Regions from separate parts of the Mus musculus genome. Here region 2 is linked to region 1. The links are chromatin contacts, called in public Micro-C maps. All regions are on one chromosome and are shown on one strand. The core of a region is the stretch at or near the end of the contact, and the rest is flanking DNA. Distances in the headings are between cores, read along the strand shown. Region 1 overlaps Atp2c2 (ATPase, Ca++ transporting, type 2C, member 2). Region 2 overlaps Crispld2 (cysteine-rich secretory protein LCCL domain containing 2).

Region 1 (6,011 bases), core at 2,844-5,343:
GGACAACGAGCTCCTGCCTGGGCTGCAGTGGTGTCTAGAGTATGCATGTGCATGCATGTATTTGCATGCATGCAGGTATGTGTGCACTTATGCGTGTGTGTGTGTGAGTGTATGTATGTGGATGTGTATGCACCTGTAAGCATGTGGAGGGGTGCGTGTGCGTGTGTGCATGTGTGTGTGTGTGTGTGTGTGTGTGTGTGTATGAGGCAAGGCCTAAAGGAGAATTCAGCTCTCAGTAAGACACATCATGACCCACCATGTGTGCTGTTCAAGAGGGACAGCATTGCCAGGGACCAGGGGACACAGCTGGGCTGAGTGGCAGCCAAAGTAATTGGAAACCAACACATAGCTGTCAAGGGAAGGAGACCGCTCACACACAGGTAAACCATGTGATTCAGAAATAGCCCTGTAACCAAGAAGTGCTCAGGGAGTGGACACGGGCTGTTTGGGATTTATGGGATTGAAATGTACGGGTGTATATATGCACAGACACAAGGCTGAGTATAGACAAACAGTGTGTGCATACACACACCCCCTTCATCCCATTAGCAAAGACAGAGAGATTTTTTTGTTTGTTTCTCAACCCAGAGGCCTAAGCAAAATGCACACCAGGATCTAAGAGACAAGGCTGCTTCTCGTGAGTCCAGCTTAGTATTTCTTCCCATTTCAACGGGCTCACCTGCTTCTGGGGAAGGCTAGAAGGACAAGGGGACCTTATGAAGGGTCTCTCACAAGCCAAAACTGGGCACCTAGAGCAAGCCGCAGTGAATACTGACAGCAGCAGACACGAACAGAGTCAAACCAGAATGCATGTGCTCACACATGTGGGGATGACTCAAGGGGCGGGGAGAAGAGGCGGCACAGGAAGTGGCTGAACAGTGGGATTGGGACATCACTCATCACGCTTTTCCTCGGGCAAGCATCACCCATGCAGGCCAGAGAGGGACACATCAGTCCTGGTTCAGGCTAGGAGCTGCCACCACCAGCAATGGGACACTCAGCATCACAAGGACACTGGGGACCTGGTAAAGGACTTGGAGCACAGCCATGAGGATCAGAGTTCAGTGCCCACCAGCATGCATGTAAAAGCCACACACAGCGGTACATGTCTGTAGTCCCAGTGCTGGGGGCGCAGAGGCAGACGATGCAGCAGAAACAGCGAGCTCCAAGTTCAGTGAGAAACTCAGTTTCAGAAAGTGGAATAGAGGAAACGCCCAACTCAAGGCTGACCTCAGCACACAGTGAGCACACACACACCCTCCACAAGGCCCTTTAGAGAGTAGACCTAATGTGTATCTGAGGAAACACCAGACCAGCCCAAATGGGGGGAATATTCCACAAAGTTATAAGCTTGGAATCTTTAAGATCTTCAGGGACCTCAGATGAGCATGGTAGCACACACTGTTAATACCAGCACTTGGGAGGCAGAGGCAGGTGGATGTCTGTGAATTGGAGGCCAGCCTGGTCTACAAAGAAAGTCCAGGACAGCCAGGGCTACACAGAGAAACCTTGACTTGAAAAACTAAAAAGTTCTACTGAGCTTGGAAGACAGCCAGGGACCTGAAAGATCAGGAAAACCAAGGAACCATTGCATATAGCAGGTGACAAGGAAGTTCCAGACCCCAGTGAGGCCACATGAATGTGCCCGAGGCTGAGTGGAGATACAGAGAGGACCATACAATCTTTATTGCAATTAAGAATAAACATCTTCAAGTGTTTAGGGTAATGGATCATCATGTAATTTGTGCCCAAATAGGGGTGGCAAGGGTGAAGGTGAGGTGGTCAGCATAGACATGTACTAACTATAAGTATCTGGATGAAGAACATTCAGTGTCTGTCTATTGGTCTCCAAACATGTCCCCCTTACGGCTGCAGACCCAGTTTGCATATTTACTGAGCACATCTGGTCCAGCACAGCTGCCAAGCCGGCGAGTACCGGCTTCCAAGTCTGTCCGAAAGGTTGGTGATTCGCAGTGACCACTTTGTTGAAGGGGGCAAGTGGTGTCCCAGGATCAGGAGGCCTGAGCACTGAGCCTACCTCCTGTTGGGCAGTGGTGCCACCTGTCCACCGCCCTGCCTCACAGACAGAGCCGGAAGCTCCAGGTCATCCACTCCTTCTGGGATCAGCTATACAAGGTGGGTTTCCTTAAGACCTGCTGTGACCTGCACAGCAGGAAGTAACAAGGCCTGAGCTGGGTCCAGGATGACAGGGAAGGCAACTCCAGGAAGCACCAAGCCTGTGTTCCTGGAAGCAGAGTCCCACCCTGGTTTCAGCTTCAGGCTCTACCGGCTGGTCGTGAGGCCACCTCTTCTGGAGACCAATAGATAAAGGTGGCTTTCCTCCAGCCCTGGGAAAAACTTGCCTGCCTCTTCCATTCAATGCCTAGGGCCTCCCTGTGGGCAGCATCAGACCCCTAACTTCAGTGAGGTTCCATCTCTGATCCCTGGTCTTGGGAGCCTTTGGTCCCAGGTCCCTGGCTGGAGCAGTGTTGAGGGCTGGGATTCATCTGGCCAGGAAGAGACAGGAAGAGTGACTGGCTTACTCACTCACTCACTCACACACAGTCCGTGTCCACGGGGCCAGTTGCATAAAACAGTTCGAAAAGAGGCTGAGGAGCCTAAGAGAAAAATATCCAGCACAGAGAAGTAAAACTTACATGTTAGAGGATCAGCCTTCAAATCCCCAGGCAAGTTGTCTAACTATAGACAAGCTCTTGAAATTTCGGGACCTCTGGGACCCCCTCTAAGAGATCAAAATGGGAAAGGAACCTAGCTAGGTATAGACACCATCCAAGGTGAATATGCCTGCCTAGCAATGGTGCAGGATTTGGGGGAGGAGAACATTGGGGGAGCTGAGGGGCAGGGGAATTGAGATGTCTCACTGAAGGTAGACAGAGACATGTAATAACACCTACCTATAATTAAAGACTAACAACGGGGACTGAGTCTTATAAGCATAAGGATCCGAGTTAAATTTCCATAAACCTCGCTAAATTAAACAAAACAAAACACCAAGCAGTCCTGGGAAGGAGGCAGGTTCGAGGCAGAGACAGATGAATCCCTCTCTGGCCAGCCAGCCTAGAAGCCTTGGCAATTTTCAGGCCAGTGGGAGACAAAATATGATGTCCTGAGGGACAAACACAACTCAGGTTCTGGCCTGACCTCCATGCAGGTGTGTGTGGGGACATACACATGAACAGCCCTCAGGTGGCGCCCTCAATGCTCCACCCCCTACTTAATACTTAATCGCGACTTAATGATCTAAATATTTAATCTTCTATTTAATCACGCTTCCCCAGGAGGCGCCTCAGATGTGCACCATTTACCCCACTGCACAGAGGGTAGGTTCAGGTGTGGGGATGTGAAGGCATTACACAAGCTCTCACAGGGCTGGGTGGAGCAATGCAGTCTACAGGAAAGCAGCCTGGGCCAGAGACTCTTGCAACATATCCCACAGTCTTCATAGCGAAGAACCAGAACGCCCTTGCACACCATAGCCCGGCTGTCACACAGCGACACGGACGCTAACAGTGCCCCAGGAGGAAAATGGGGCCAAAGTGTGTGGTGGGAATGAAGCTGTGGAATTGTGGCCATTGAGATTTTCTGTGGGTTCATGAGGAGAAAAAATAGGACAGGTATAGAAAGGGGGGGAAATGGGAAGACAAAGCAGGAAGGGTCACGTCCAGTCCCAGGTACTCCAGAGACCACACTTAAGAACAAGAGGCTCAGGCAGAATGTAATGAGAAGAGAAGGCAGGGTGCACGGGACATTTCACTGCCTCCATGCTTGGGGGAGGGGTTGGGAAGGAGCAGCTGTGAGGGAAGTCTGCAGAAACCAGAGAGAGAGAGAGAGAGAGAGAGAGAGAGAGAGAGAGAGAGAGAGAGAGAATGTGTGTGTGTGTGTGTGTGTGTGTGTGTGAGTCAGAGACACCTGCCCTCAGGGCTTCCTGGAGCACAGCCACCTCCCAGATCACAGAGGAGGAAGAGAGAGACTTCATTTCCCCTGGGATCCGCCACCATGACCATGCATTTGGCTCCATGGCCTGTGTGTGGGGTGTGTGACTCAGGAGCGGCTGGCCAAGTGCAAGTCTCCGGTTCCTCGAGCCCCACCCCCTCCTCCAGAAAGCATCCATAGCACAGCAGAAGCACAGGCTTTGTCTGTCTGTCCTGCTCCACCCTCCCTCATCGGGCCTACCTCCAGATACTCTATAGTAGGGCAGGCGCTCTGCTCACTTACTCCAGAGAGGGAGCGGTAGGAAGAGGATGTCTAACCAATGAGAAGCTGCTAATCTGTCAAGTGGGTCTCACGGTCCAGGGAGCACCTGAGCTGGGTCTCGGGGCGCACCAGAGCAACCGAGGCCAGCTGAGGCCTGGAGTGTCAGAGTCACCCTCCCGTGTCAGTGTCTGAGGTGTGAAGCAGGCCCAAGCCTCTGCACTTCTCACACGCTCCCTGGGGCTGCTAGTCAGTACAACTTCCTGGTCATTCCAAAATCGCTCTCCACAGGTGCTGAGGGGTGGCCTGCGGACGTGCAAGGACCATGAAGACTCCGCTAACGCGGCCTAAAAGCTATGAGGAGCCTGTGGACAGGGCAAAGGAAGAACCCAGAAGCCTGGCAATGAATCCGACTCTTACTGATTCTTATGACCAAGTGTCTCCTTACACAGCAGAACCCAGGGAGATACCAAATGAGTCACCTCAGCCTCCCTCATACACCAGGAAGGGATGGGTCTGCCAGGCACTGCAACTGGAACTCTGGGCCAGGGGGTGGTCTCAGGTCAGACCCCCACCCCCCAATACCCACAAGACTCCCCAACACACACACATTTGACCTGCCTAGAAGCAAAGACTTATCAGCCCTGGGAATACATGAGTGGTCTTGTGGGTGACACACAAACTAACCAGGCCTCATACACGTGGCTGTTCAGAGAGATCATGGATGCAATGATGACCTTGGTTCTGGAAGTTTCCAGAGTCACAAGTCGTGGGCATGTCTCCCCTGTCTACACTTGATCATGCTTTGCTTTTCTCTTCCCTCCAGTAGGTCAACAGAAAGTTCTGGAAGATGCCTTGCAGTAGAGCAGTTTCTGCCTAGATGTGGGGACAGTTGGGGGCGTGGCCTAACTTCAAGTACTGTACATCCTCCATGGGTTTCCCTCGGTGGCTGCAGCTCCTGGGGGGACAAGGACTCCTCAGGAGATGTTTCCGTAAGGAACTTACGGCCTCTCCTCCCATGACCACCACCACTCCAGCCTCAGGATATGGCTTCTCTGCAGTCAGGACTTTAAGAGAAGGCACTGGGGTGAAGCAAGGTCACTGAGGGTGGTCCGTCAGTTGGAGTTCTTAGTAGCTCAGGACACAAGATGCCCTCAGAGAATGACCAGGATGGGACAAGAGAGATGGTGTTCTCCAGCTCAGGAGGAGCCAGGAGCTGGTTCCTCCATCCCAGGCTCCCAGTAAGACACACAGAACTTCCTCCAAGGATGGGCTGGCTCATCTGGGGCCTCTGTACCCATCAGCGACACTGTTGAACCTCCACCCCCAGCTAGGTCCTGTAGACAGGACATCGGCAGGAAGCTGAGAAAGACCCCAGCCCTCTAGCCCTGGAAGCCATAGTGACCGCAGGCCCCACTGAATGGTACTGAGCTCCCTGCCTGCTGTCATTCTCAAAGTTCCACAGGTCCAAAGCCCTCTAAGGAGATGGGTGGGATGGCTCAGCGAGGAAAGAAAGATCCTTGGTGTCAAACCAAGGTCCTGTGACCCATATGGTCGGAGGAGAGACCTGATTCTCGTAAGTTGTCCTCTGACCTCCGCATGCACGAAATAATTTTTTAACGCGTAGTTTAAACCACTACAGAAACTGCTCAGAATAGCCTGAGGCAGCACAGACACAATCGTTCGTCAGTGTTAATCTTCCCCTTCCTCTCTGCACAGTGACTGTGCTTCAGTGTTAAACTTCCCCTTCCCCTCCGGACAGACCAGGACTGTGCTTCACTGTTAATCTTCCCCTTCCC
Region 2 (6,361 bases), core at 2,225-4,724, 340 kb before region 1:
AGAGCTTGCGTAGCATGCACAGAGTTCTAGACTCAATCTCTGTCACTACAGACCTGCCATCTATCCAACCAGTCAATCAGCTAAACAACCAACCCCCTCAACTGACTAGTCAGTCTAACATACTCACCACACAACCAACCAATCATCCAAGTTACCAATTTACCAACCAACCAGTCAACTAACCAACTAACCAATCAACCAAACCCACCACACAACCAACTAATCAACCAAGTTACCAACCTACTAACCAACCAGTCAACTAACCAACTAACCAATCGACCAAACCCACCACACAACCACCAATCAACCAAGTTACCAACCAACCAATCAACTAACCAACAACTGACCAGTCACCCAAACCTACCAAACAAACAAACAAACAAACAAGCAAACAATCAACTAACCAATCAATCCAACAACCAACTCTACTGACTAGTTTTGTGTCAACTTGACACAGCTGGAGTTATCACAGAGAGAGGAGCTTCAGTTGAGGAAATGCCTCCATGAGATCCAACTGTAAGGCATTTTCTCAATTAGTGACCAAGGGGGAAAGGCCCCTTGTGGGTGGGACCATCTCTGGGCTGGTAGTCTTGGTTCCTTTAAGAGAGCAGGCTGAGCAAGCCAGGTGAGGCAAGCCAGTAGAGAACATCCCTCCATGGTCTCTGCATCAGCTCCTGCTTCCTGACCTGCTTGAGTTCCAGTCCTGACTTCCTTTGGTGATGAACAGCAGTATGGAAGTGTAAGCCAAATAAACCCTTTCCTCCCCAACTTGCTTCTTGGTCATGATGTTTGTGCAGGAATAGAAACCCTGACTAAGACACCAACTAACCAATCAGCCAAACCCACAAAACAACCAAATAACCAAGGAATCAATCAACAGAGTTACATAAAAACTCATTAAATTGTGCATAAATATTAAACAACAGAAAACCCCCAAAGCAGGCTCAAGAGGCAACCAGGAACTTTTTCTGGCAAAGATGTTATGGGTGAGGGTAGGGTGGTCCTTCCATGACTTTTTTCTTGCCTCTGGCTCAGGTGATCTGGCCAGTGTCCTCTGGTAGAGAGCAGAGGGTGAGAAGCCAGCAGGCATTCTGGCCCAGTACCTGGTGTGTGTGTGTGTGTGTGTGTGTGTGTGTGTGTGTGTACATGTGCATGCAGTGGTAAGCACAGTCCATATGCAACAGTTCCCAGCATGGGTGTCTAAGAAGGAAGAACACTAGGTTGAAGGGTCCCTGGATGAGAAGCCCAGTAAGGTGGCAGAGCTGTCCCTGGGATAACGCTTTGAAGAACAGGCCAGTTTGGGACTTCACATCCCGTCCTGGATTCTCGTATGTTGGATTTCTAACCCTTGAAGTGGGCATATTGGGATGTGGGGTCCTGATACAACTTCTTTTCACAGAAATGATGCCAGGGGCACATACAGAGGCCCTGCCATGGACGGCATAGCGAGTGGACACAAACCATGAACCATGAGGCCTCCAGGAAACAAGCCCTACCTGCACCCTGCTTTTGGATGCCCACCTCCTGCTCTGTCATCAAAGCCACTCCCCAGTCTTCACTCTTCTCCTTACAGCTCTCACCAGCAGGTCCCTGACAAAAGACCCAGTGGTTCTCACTGCTAGAGTGCGGTCTTTGGGCTTGTGAGGAGCACAGCATCTCATCCCTGCTTTGCTTGCCAGAACCTACACTTCATTACGTCACTAGTCTCTTGATCCTGCTTCCCAGGCATGTCTCTGAGGTCCCTCATAAGGCCACCTGGGCCTCCCAACTGCTTGGAGCTTGTGGGGGACCTAAGGCAAACGAGTTCACAAATGACGTGTCTAGACAAGAAAAGAAGAAAAGATGTGCTACCAGTATGTGTTAGAAATCAAATCCGTTTTATTGAAACCATAGCAACAACCAGTGTGGCCCTGTTCATGCGAAGCACAAAAACTTACAATAAACTTTTGTACATAGGAAGTTGTAAAATATATCATTTTTCATAGAAAAAAAAAGCACACAGTAAACTGCGGGCTGAGAAAGCCTACAGATCATGGAGAATCGGCACACCCCTCTGAACAGACCGGGCACAGCTTGGAAGCAAATGGAAACTCTCACCCAACGCAGGACCAGGCCGGAGCTGGGGGGGTTGGGGGGATGTGCAGCTGGTGTGGGCGTGGTCACTTTAAGGAAGAGCTGATGGATGGACACACAGGGTCAGAAGGGCTCTGATGTAAGGTCTTGTCATTTGTGGTTTTGTTTCCTCCAGTTTCAAACTATTGATGAAGGTGATCGATCGAGGCTGCTAGGCCAGGCTCTGTGCCTGATGGAAGGGCAGCCAGGGAACTCAGAGAACCTCAGTACAGACTCACACAGCAAGTTCCCTGAAGATGGGATTGGCTGCTCATTCTAGAAACCCAGAAGGGGTATGGTTTTCCTTACCACGTCAGCCTTGCCCTGCTGGCTTGGTGAAGGGTCCTACGGCAGCACTCCTTGTATCGGGAAGTTTCCCAGATGTTTGGTAGCAACCAGAGGTCCCCTTCCACAGACTGCGCAGATGTCTGCTCCAACATCTGGAGTGGAAGAGTTTATGCCCTCAAAGACACCACACCCACACCCATGAGGCAGAAACAGCCTAGTGAAAGGCTGACTAGAGCTGGTTCAAGGCTGTGTGCTTTTTATAATCTCCCCAGAAGGGGTGGATTGGGGAAAAGCTATCTTAGCACTCAGGAGGCCAGCCTGGGCTACATAATGAGGTCAAGGCCAGCCTGGACTACCATAGTGAAACTGTCTCAAACAAATAAACATTTAACCCAACTAGGGGGAGAGATTTGTTCAGACTCCCTTAGGGTTTTTTTCTTTTCTTTTTTTTTTTTAAAGAACCATTTGTACTTTGCTCCTGTGAATGTGTGTGGTGCCTGTGGAGACCAGAGATCTCTTGAACGGCCTGTGAATAGTGAGAACTGAGCGCAGGTCCTCCGGTAGAGCAACAAGATCTGTTAACCACCAAGCCACCTCCCCAGCCTTTTGATTGGGGGGATGGTGTTCTGTTTTATTTTTTAACCCCCTTCCCTTTTTTTTTTTTTTTTTTTTTGGTCTAAGAAATATTTGGCTGGAGCACGCAACCCTGTTTGTGTTTGGCTAGCACTCACCGGCAATCTGCCCCATGCTCAGGACTGGGGTGGGATTCCACCTTCTCTAGAGTAAAGCTGTTTACAGAAGCATGCTTCATTTTACAGTGGGTTTGGACCAGGCTCCTAAGTGATGGGAGCCAGGGCTCACCACACTCTTGGAGCCTGGGGATGCTGGCAGGCACTGAGGGGTTCTTCCTGTGTGTCCCGGGCCCCTCTTTCTGGTGGCTGGTGTGTCATGGGTGGTTTTACAACCACAGGCCACTCCATTAACCCCCATGAGGAATGTGCCAGGAATCTACTCCTCCCACAGCTTAAAAACTAGGTCACCCAAACCAGGGGGAAGTGACGTTCAATTGTCACTCTTGACGGCGGCTGGGAGGCAGCCCTTATTCTAAGAAGTGAGAAGACATCTGAGACCTGGAGCCTCTTGCAAAGCCAAACCCCAGAGGAGGACACCTAGATCTGCTGAGGGTGGGGCAGATGCCACAGGGTCAGGGAATGGTAGGGAAGGCTCCTGATGTATTGGTCCTCCATGAGACCAAAGGTCATGTGAGAAAAGGCCACACAGACAAGGACAAAGACAAGATAAATCTCTGGAGTGCTACCAACTTTAAATAGACCAGCTCTGCTGGACTTATAAGCACGTGACTGCCAAAAAGGTTGGGGAATGTGAGCACGGATAGACACCACCAGGGCAGAGCCCAGGTCTTGCTCGGGGCTTCTCCCTGCAGCCCATCTGTCTGACCAGCAAACACAGACCCCATTTCTCTGTCGGTAGGACGGACTGTAACCTTATAGCTGTCGACTCTTGTCACCCAGACAAGAGCCCCATTCATGACATATCTCAAACCTGTATCCTCAGGGTTCGAAAGCCTTCCCCCTCCACCACCAAAGAAAACATGGCAAGGAGTGTCTCAGTGAGCAGCTCCTGAGAGGAGGTGAGCCACCAGATGGGGACCGCCACCTGGCCAGCCTGGGCACTGGTTGTCCAGCCAAGAGACTCCACGGCACGCTGCTCATGAGGGGGAAGGTGCTCGGTCACCCTCACCAAAGGCCATGGAGGCCCAGGACGTTCAATGACACCAAAAGGAAGATTCCTGACTCTCTGTCACCCCCCACCCCCAAAGGACAAAGTACAGATAAAAAGCAGGACCCCGAATCCCAGTAGATGACACCCCCTTCTCCCCAGGTCGCCAAATTCACTGCCTGACGGCGAAGATCCGGAAGGCGTTTCCGTTCTGAGGAGTGTTCAGGCTGCAAGAGAAGAGGGAGAAGGAAGTTAGAAGAGAAAGCTGTGGGCAAAGGAATGGCCGATAGGGCCAATGTGGTAAGGTCAGAGCCCACAGAAGTCACACCCAGCTGGACGAGCCCACATGTGCCGACAGGAAGCTGTGGTGTGAGCCCAGGCTGAGGTTGCGGAGCGACTCTCTGGGTTTTACTGACACCTGTCTCAGACATCTGGTTGACAGATGATTTAAGGGGTGGCTTGAAGGGAACACACACCCGAATGCTACCCAAATATGCCATCATGGGTCTGCTATCCTTTCCAGGCAGGGCTATTGTTACTGTCGGTACATACAGGGGAGGAATCAAGAGAGGCACACGGTTAATCAAAACCACATTCTTCCGATGGGAGACAAGTCCTTCAGGCCCTTGGTTGGTTTTTGAGATGGGCCTTATGCAGCCTAGGTTTATCTCCAACTCGTTATATAGATGAGATGACCCTGAACTCCTAATCCTGATGCCTTCCCCTCCCAAGTGCCACCACCCCCAGTTTATGCCATGCTGGGAATTGAACCCCAGGCTTCATGCATGCCCGGCCAGCTAGGCAAGCACTGTGCCACTGAACTACGTTCCTAGCTCTCAACCAGATGTTGAAAACACCGTTACAGAACTATACTGCCCTGTGAAACTCAGCCATGTCCTCTGGCCTCTACACCAGCACCTAGGTATACACACCCACGAAATGAGGAAGCATTAAAAGGGGTCCTTCCGGCTCCCCCCCTTCTGTGCTGGCACCTCTGCCTCTGTGAATTTGTCTGTTCTGGAAGACATGTGCTTTCCACCATCAGAGGTGTAAGCTTGGGAGGTGGATTGCTATCAACCTACATTCACCTTTTAAAGGCTTCTCAAGTGGCCACATTGTGTCTGTGCCTACCCACAATGCATTGAGCATTTCAGATGCTCTGCAGCCCCACTGACAGCTGTTGTCTTATGGCCGCTGTGCAGATACTCTGGGTACCCTGGCCTGAATCTGCATCTCCATTGCTTTGGTGTGCTGAGTGACTCTCCCTGGTCCAGAAGCTGTCCCTGGAGCATGGCTGGGCAGATGGATTTCCTGGTGTGGGCAGTTCTTTTTAACGTGGTAGTAGGGATGGAACCTAAGACCCTGTGCATGCCAGGCAAGCACTCTGCCACCGAGATACAGCCCAGTCTCATCTCCAAAGTCCCCAACTGGGTTACCGTAATGTTGAGTTGTAAGAGTTCACACACAGGCCACGTTCCCATTTGCAGGCACACACATGCTCACACACACACACACACACACACACACACACACACACACGAGCTATGAAATCCTTTAGTACATACACAATTTGGAAAACTGTTCTCCCATTCTGTAGCTAGACTTCCGGCCTCTCTTCCTCCCTTCCAAACCTGAACCCTACCTCTCTTTATTACTCTCCTTCCTTCCTTTGAGAGGAAGTTTATCTTCTCACAGGTCTAGGGCCTGGTCACAGAGGTCTCCTGTAAGGCCACTCTCTTGTCTACAGACAGCCAGGATTTTGTTGTTACAGAAAATAACAGCTGTAGCCCTGGCTGGCCCGGAACTCTTTCTGTAGACCAGGAGAGCCTACAACTCAGAGATCTGCCTGCCTCTGCCCCCAGAGTGCTGAGATCAAAGGCGAGCAACAACGCCCAGCTCCTAGCCAGGCCTCTTGCTGGTGGCCACACAACCTGCTCTCCGAGCTTACTTACTTGGTTCTACTTTTCTGTCGTCTCTTAAAACTTATTTTTATTTCATGTGTGTTCCCAAGTGTTTGCATGCACACTATGTGTACGCATGCCCAGGAGGACAGAAGAGGGATTCGGAACCCCCAGAGCTAAGTTACAGGCACTTGTGACACCCGGTCTTCTGCAAGAGTGCTGAAGGCCCTTAACCACGGAGCCATCTCTCCGTCCCTCTTCTCTTCGTTTTCTTAATGGTGTCTTTTAAAATACAAAGGTTTAAAATGACCTAATTTATC

Evidence for each region. Hi-C and Micro-C count contacts between places; a contact is called where the count stands out from the background.
Region 2: a Micro-C map of muscle stem cells shows a contact between it and region 1, with 2.5 times the contacts expected there. The contact joins two enhancer-like sites. A contact is called at or near these places in 1 of 39 promoter capture datasets (cranial neural crest) and 1 of 484 Hi-C or Micro-C datasets (muscle stem cells).

Annotation. Positions count from the first base shown.
Region 1 is chr8:119,707,288-119,713,298 of GRCm38.p6, reverse strand. All of the region lies in intron 1 of Atp2c2 (ATPase, Ca++ transporting, type 2C, member 2), which reads right to left. Among named protein-coding and RNA genes, the nearest start is that of Atp2c2, 10 kb to the right of the region's middle. Within about 2 kb of position 4,093, at least 117 of the 459 cell types and tissues checked have an H3K27ac peak or open chromatin away from gene starts, as enhancers often do. A contact at or near this core is called in muscle stem cells, where this site is marked.
Region 2 is chr8:120,048,289-120,054,649 of GRCm38.p6, reverse strand. It overlaps Crispld2 (cysteine-rich secretory protein LCCL domain containing 2), which reads right to left. Exons shown (of 15, transcript NM_001310635.1): 15 at 1,856-4,367. The coding sequence ends at 4,313. Among named protein-coding and RNA genes, the nearest start is that of Zdhhc7, 50 kb to the left of the region's middle. Within about 2 kb of position 3,474, at least 93 of the 459 cell types and tissues checked have an H3K27ac peak or open chromatin away from gene starts, as enhancers often do. A contact at or near this core is called in muscle stem cells, where this site is marked.